Linked DNA regions of Zea mays: region 1 is linked to region 2. The links are chromatin contacts, called in public Hi-C maps. All regions are on one chromosome and are shown on one strand. Each heading gives the region's core, a stretch centred on a gene start, on an enhancer-like site or on the middle of the called end of the contact. The rest is flanking DNA. Distances are from core to core; before and after follow the strand shown.

What was found. A called contact is a pair of places that touch in the nucleus more often than the background predicts.
Region 1: a Hi-C map of tassel shows a contact between it and region 2, with 4 times the contacts expected there. The contact joins the promoter of LOC103634491 here to the promoter of LOC542687 in region 2. A contact is called at or near these places in 3 of 25 Hi-C or Micro-C datasets (ear, leaf and tassel).

What each region holds. Positions count from the first base shown.
Region 1 is chr1:44,342,823-44,346,507 of Zm-B73-REFERENCE-NAM-5.0, forward strand. It overlaps LOC103634491 (protein YIPF5 homolog), which reads left to right and starts at 2,051. Exons shown (of 2, transcript NM_001346983.1): 1 at 2,051-2,987. The coding sequence starts at 2,191. The coding sequence ends at 2,967. It also overlaps the pseudogene LOC103634490.
Region 2 is chr1:44,176,756-44,180,526 of Zm-B73-REFERENCE-NAM-5.0, forward strand. It overlaps LOC542687 (SNF1-related protein kinase), which reads left to right and starts at 1,252. Exons shown (of 11, transcript NM_001112203.1): 1 at 1,252-1,366; 2 at 3,419-3,609; 3 at 3,756-3,771. The coding sequence starts at 3,426.

The DNA.
Region 1 (3,685 bases), core at 801-3,300, 170 kb after region 2:
TGGTGACATGTGATCTATGTGCTGGTTTGATCGGGGGCTTGGGCCTAACACCCAGTTGCAATATTGGTGAAGGTGGCATTTGTCTGGCTGAAGCTGTTCATGGTTCTGCTCCTGATATTGCTGGCAAGAACCTTGCGAACCCGACTGCTCTTATGCTGAGTGCTGTCATGTTGTTGCGCCACATGCAATTCAACGACAAAGCAGACCGGATCCACAACGCCATCCTCCAGACCATCGCCGAGGGCAAGTACAGGACTGCTGATCTTGGTGGAAAGGCATCGACATCAGAGTTTACAAACGCAGTCTGTGATCACATCTGAGAAACGGATGTGATTCTTCCTTCTGATTGTTTTGTCATCCTAATATTTTTTTGTCACATATGAGAGGAGCTTTAGCTTTAAGAGGTTAACTGGCAGCACCTCGAACTTATTTGGGGTGTTTAACACGGTTTGAGACCGTCAAATAATTTTGTCACATTTCTTGCGGTTCAGAAATTCTTTCAACATTGGAATGGAGCCAAGAATTGTCTGTAATAATCAACATCAGCATTATAACAGTATGTAGGGTTTATCTAAAAAAAAGGATGTTCTTGTATATGAGTGCTATGATGAGGAGGATTGGAGCGTGGAGATTCAGCGTCCTCTCTTAGCTAAGGATCTTAACATGTGGGCAGAGCTTCAAGCGGATCTACAAGAGCAGGTCATGCAACTTGAGAGGGATGTAGTGCTCTGGAGTTTGGACAGCTCTAAGAACTTTACTGTTAATTCGTTATATAAGTTTAGAACTGATGGAGGTGTAAGGAATAATGTGCTTAAAACCATCTGAAGTGTGAGTTGCCTTTGAAAATTAAGATTTTTCTTTGACAATGATACAATAGGAAAGTGCAGGCTACTATTGTTTTAAAAAAGAGGGGATGGAAGGAGAGTAGCCGTTGTGTTCTCTATCAGGATATGGAGTCTATCAATCACATTTTCTTTAGATGTGTCCTGTCAAAGTTTATACGGAAATGCTGGAGCTAGATTTTTAATTGGGATATTGTTACTTTTTATATAGAGGACTTGTTTTATAAGCATGAATTCATGAAATGTATGGGTACTCGTAAACAAAGTTGACTCCTGTTAATGGCTATGGTGTGGACCATTTAGAGAAATCGGAATACAATGGCTACGGAAAAGTCTTTCCCCATCTACACTACAAAAAATTTATAGGGCTGGACAAGATGGTGGACTCCATGAAGCAATGGTTGCATGATTTCAAGCCAAGGCGGAGCGTAGTGTCAGATATTGGTGTCGTCTGAAATCTGGCTGTTTGTGCTGATGGTTGAGCGACTGTAGGTTCTCAGGGAGTGGCGTCCATCCTTGAACTGTGCGTTGGAACTCCTTTGTAGTTTTGTCAGGTCGGCGTGAGATGTCTGTTTGGTTTTGTGATGCTCATTTGGTGCTTCCCCAGCGGTGGGTGTGTGTGATGAAGTTGAGGTGATCTGAACTGTAGGTTGGCTGCGTGCTGCTTCTTAGAGGACGCCATTAAGGTAGCAAAACCATCTGCGTAGATGGGGTGAAGATCGTGACCAGCAACTGGATCAACATGAACCCATTTCCTGCTTGAGAGTTTGTTGCGCTCAAAGGATTAGATTAATGTACGATTGTCGACATATTTGCCTATTATTAAAAATTCTATATTGACATTTTAAAATAGTTTGTGCGATATTGATAATGTTTGTCACACGGATTATGTATGTTATAGTGAATAGATGGTGAGAGACTATGCACGAGACATACAAATTAACAACACTCATACAAGCGCGCAACAGTGTGCTGATGGGGCACAAGGGTAACACTTGCTCAGGTCTTAACATGTTGGCTTCCGAGTAAACTTTCTCCAGACCCCCAAGGAAATATAAGATCCGATCAGATATGTGTCGATGCTCATCCCAGTGTACTCCCGATGTAACGCACGAGCACACACCTAGTAAATTCTTATGTTTGGTAAAATAGAGAATAAATGAGTGTGACCAAACAGGCTGAAATATGGGGGAAAATGAGAGGAAAATAAACAAAAGCCGAAAACCGCAGTACGCTGTACGCAGCTGTCCCTCGCAGTTGGGCGCACCGGTCTACTCCTCGATCGGCAAGGCCGCAACTACCTAGATCTCGAACCCTCGCCGCCGCTTCTTTCCCGATCGCCGCGGCCATGGCGAAGGAGTTCCCCGTGCCGCCGGTGGTCTTCACGCCGTCCACACCGACGCACCGCCGGTACCCTCCCCAGGGCGTGGGGGCCTCCCCTCCGCCCGCGTTCGCGCCGCCCCGCCCCTCCACCTCATCCGCCGCCAACCCGCTCCCCTTCATGTCGTTCGATGTATCAGCTGCCGCGGCCTCCTCCTCCTCCGCGCCACCCCTCTTCGCGGGGCCTATCGGTGTCGCCGGTTCCGGCTCGTCCTTCGAGGACGAGCCGCCGCTCCTCGAGGAGCTCGGTATCAACACGCGCCAGATCTGGCGGAAGACGATCTCCATCCTCCACCCGCTCCGCTCCGCCGACCCCTCCCTCCACGCCGACGCCGACCTGTCGGGCCCGTTCCTCTTCCTCCTTTCCTTTGGACTATTCCAGCTCCTCGCGGGGAAGTTCCACTTTGGGATCGTGCTCGGCTGGGTCACCGTGGCGTCTCTCTTCCTCTACTTCGTCTTCTCCATGCTCTCGGGCGGCCGCCGCGGGGACCTCGATCTGTACAGATGCGTTAGCCTCGTCGGCTACTGCATGCTGCCCATGGTCATCTTCTCGGCTGTCTCCCTCTTCCTGCCGCGCGGGGGCGGGCTCATATTTGGAGTAGGGATGGCGTTCGTGATATGGTCCGCCAGGGTCTGCACCAGGCTGCTAGCAGAGCTTGCATCCAGTGGAGACGAGCACAGGGGGCTCATCGCTTATGCGTGCTGGCTCGTCTACATGCTCTTCTCGTTGCTTGTCATCTTCTGATACCATTTATGGTCTGGAAGGTATGGTCGGACAACTATACTAGACCTTGCAAATATTTAATTTGATCATTGTTGTTATATGCACTCGTGGTTGCACTATAGCAATAGTTTCCTGTGTAAACCTCTAAGGTATTCATTTTACCTCTGATTTAGGTGTTATACATAATTATTGTGTTGTGAGGAGAAATGGAAAATATATATAAATTTATTTGATCGTATACCAATTAACAAACATTTGGCCACTACAATCTTGATTTAACAAGATTTGAGTCTGGTGGTTACTTTTTGTTCTTTTCCTTTGAAACCTCATAGAATATCAACTTGATGGATGTTTGCTGTGTTGACCTCATCTGGATTTAACTTGACTACCCCATGATATTGTTCTGGTTTCTGCCATTATTGTAAGTTGTAACTGAAATGTGGTTATGAGTATGCACTACCCAGTTAAATACATGATTGTAATTCATTCAAGAGTGACCTATAAGTGTTATTGGAACCAATGAATTGTTAGCAGTGTGATAGTGATGCTCACATGTTATAAGTGATAATAATGTTCATAGAATGACAAATTGTTGGTGGATATTATCTGCAAGTATCATTTAGAACTGGAAATTGACAAGTTGTTGATTTTAATGAACCCAGTGATGTCTCTAAATCGAATGACATTGAAGACACTTTACAGTAAAATATTTAACACCTTGAGCATGGAGGGCTTTAAC
Region 2 (3,771 bases), core at 2-2,501:
AAGGTGCGAGGGGCGATGATGGCGGGCGGCTTACGACGCGATGATTCCTGCGATGATGGCGAGGCAGCTTATGAAGCTGCAGCTACTGTAGGGATTTGCGGGCGCGGCGGCCGCGAGGACGGCGGCGGGGATTGCGGGCGTGGGGACCGGGGGTGCGGCGGAGCGCGCTATGGCAGAACAAAGCTACTGTGGACGTCTACACTAAAGACATAAGGAGTAGTAGTGATTGGAGGGGCACTCACTTTATGGTATTATCCTACAGTATTAATAAAGGTCTTAGCGAGTAGGGACATGTCACGAGGGCACATTTAACCTTGTTAATCTCTCGCATCACTAATGTGAGTGGAAATATTTTAATAATACCATGTCTCCTACGTCGGACGATGATGAGTAGGACTGGATATCGAGCCAGCTCAGATCGATGAAGCTCGAACTGACTTGTTAATATTATAAAACTCATCTCATGATAAAATTAAAACGAATCGACTCGAAACGAGCTGATTATAAGTCGAGCTAGCTAAGGCCTTGTTCGTTTCGCGGTCAATTCATGTGGATTGGGTGATATTGAGTCGGTTTAAATCCATATCAAGTCAAAATCCATTCCAATCCATCCCAATACACATTAATCCACATGGAATTGAAATAACCGAACAAGCCCTAAGGGATCGGCCGGCCGATGGCCATCAGCCACGAGATCACGACAGCTAAGAACTGCGGAGCAGCACAAATGTGCCGCCGCCGCCCGCCAGGGATCGCGTCAATGGCGTCATGCGTGTGTGGACTGTGGGTTAACAAACCAGGAGAACCATTCACCACGTGCAGGACGCGACCAATCCACAGATCCTCCTCGTCGGATACAACCGTACTCCGAAGCCGCACCGCATCAGCGCCGTGTCAGCTCCCCAGTCCCCACTCCACCTGCGACCAAAAGCACCTCCGACAAGCCCCAGCCGTCGTCCGGCCCGGCTACGCCATCCAGGAATAAAAACGGACACACGCACACGACAAAAAAGAGAAGGGAAAAAAAAAGTTCTAGAGGAGCCACAAAACGACGGAAAGACCGAATCGCGGGCGCGGCCGGGCGAGCGAGCTGCCACGTCAGCGCGACGGTGATCTTCCCCCGGTAACGCCGCCTCCTCGCCCAACCCGGCCTAGGGCGGACGATTAAAATTAACCTAACACCGGGTTAAAGCCTCCGCGCTCCGCCCCCCGGAATCGGACCAAAGCCGGGCATACGCCCCCAAGTCCAAAAGCCCTCTCCGCCCCGCTCTCCCACTCGTAGGTGTTCTCCCCGTCTCCGCCCGCACTCGCTCGTCCGCGCGCAGGAAGGTTGACCTGTCGAGGGCCGGCGAACCCGGTAAGTAAGGTAACCACGCTGCTTGCTGTTCTCGTGGATTTCCTCCTGGTTCGCACGGCTCTCCTGCTTCGATTCTTCGGATTCGGAACTGGGGGAATAATTGTCGGGGGATTCGGGGGTTGGTTTTGAGTTGCGGATCAAGGTGGGCTCGCTGTCGCATTTCCTTGGGGAGGGCGAGGATATTGACGGACGGTTAGAGCGAGGCGGTGTTCGTCTCCACGGACGCAACACCAGCCCACCAGGTCTGTAAGGAAGTGCTCTCTAGTGTCGTTATCTGGATTCTTCCCGGCTAGGCTCTCATCGCTTGGTTGCTTCCATGCGATCTCTTGCGTCTATAGTTTCTCAGTCGATTGAACGTACAGTCGACCTCACTTTCCTCAATTTTTAGCTTTTGAACTGAACGCCTATCTGACCGAGCGATTCCGATTTATATATCCCGTCCGTTTCTTGTATAGATGAAACCGTAGTAGCTGATTGGTCACTGGAGTGTGCTCTGCGTGCAGATTCACGTGTTAATACTAAGCGTTTTGACTCTTGATACTAGGTACTCATGCGAATTAGGTGCTGCCGTTATCGATCTATTTGTCTGAGGTGGCCGGGTTACCTCTGCTGGTTAGGGCTTTTGAAAGGAATTAAACCAACATGATTCCATTGCTTACTAATCTCTTTCCAGCACCAAGGGAGCTCTTGCTGTGTTAATCTACTTTTTGCACCACCTATTAAATATTGTGGATGCAAGGCCTGAACATCCATGGACGAGATCCAGTGAGCACTGAGCAGGCACTATAAAGGTTGTGCTGTAATCGGGAATTCTACTTTCCTAGGATGGCTTAAGAGGTTTTGTAGTTCTAGTAGATGAAAGCCGGGAAGGAGTAAATAGAAAGCTAGAGTTACCGCGTCAGACCCTAGAGTCAAAAGGATTTAGAATTAGTAGGACCAAAGCTGAGTATATGAGATGTGACTTTGGTACTACAATTAATGAGGATGGAGATGTAAGCTTGGGAGACCAGGTAGTACTAAAGAAGGACACCTTACATTATTTGGGATCGATGCTACAAAGAGATGGTGATATTGATGAAGATGTTAGCCATAGGATCAAAGCGGGGTGGATGAAATGGCGTCAAGCATCAGGAGTCCTATGCGACAAGAGAGTGCCATAGAAGTTGAAAGGCAAGTTCTACAGGATGGCGATTAGGCTTGCTATGTTATATGGGGCTGAGTGTTGGCCTACTAAGAGACGACATATCCAACAACTAAGTGTCGCAGAGATGCGTATGTTGCGTTGGATATGTGAGCACACAAGATTGGACGAGTGAGAAACGATAACATACGCGATCGGCTAGGAGCAGTACCAATTGAAGAAAAGCTTATTCAACACCGGTTGAGATAGGTTGAGATGGTTTGACCATGTCCACCGTAGACCCCTAGAGGCACCGGTGCACAGAGGCATCATAAGACAGGACAATAATGTGAAGCGAGGTAGAGGACGACCAAACTTGACATGGGAGGAGTCAATCAAAAGTGACTTGAAGGAATGGAATATCTCAATGGAGTTGTGTTTGATAGAAGTGCTTGAAAATAAGTTATCCACGTGCCCGAACCATGATTAGGACTTTTCCCTTTTAGTGCTTTCAAAAGCTCTTCCTCCTCCCCTTTTTCTTTCTCTTTCTCTTTTTGGTGACTTCTTGTGGGTTTTAACTCTAGCCTACCCCAACTTGCTTGAGACTAAAAGGCTACGTTGATGGTTAATGGTTGATGGGATGGCTTAGGAGGTTTTGTAGAGGACAAAGGCCTGCAAAGGCTTTGGTATGGCTTATGGGAGGATGCGATCGCATAAATGCATGATGGCATTCCTTTTTATTCTTAAATAGAATGGATTTGAGCATTTACATAGTTTTATATCCGTAATTAAGTTCAATAATTTATGTTGTGGGGGCAATTAGGAGCATTGTACACCAAGTATGATCTATATTTCTACCGGGTAATGAATCCTGTTAAAAATAAAGTATACTGCACTAATTCTTATACAACGAACATAATATCTGCTTTTATTAATGGCAGAGTGAAAATGGATGGAAGTAGTAAAGGGAGTGGGCATTCTGAAGCATTAAGGAACTACAACCTGGGAAGAACTTTAGGTATCGGTACATTTGGAAAAGTGAAGATTGCAGAGCATAAGCTTACTGGACATAGGGTTGCTATAAAGATCATCAACTGCCGCCAAATGAGAAATATGGAAATGGAAGAGAAAGGTATGGTTTGTTATCCAGTCATTTTGCATTTTCACTAATATTTTTTTGATAATAAACAAGTTTAGTTTTAATAGTGCTTTTGATAATATTAATACATGGAGTTGCTTTGATAATTAAGACCACATCCCTCCCTATCATGTTTCCAGCAAAGAGAGAATTCAA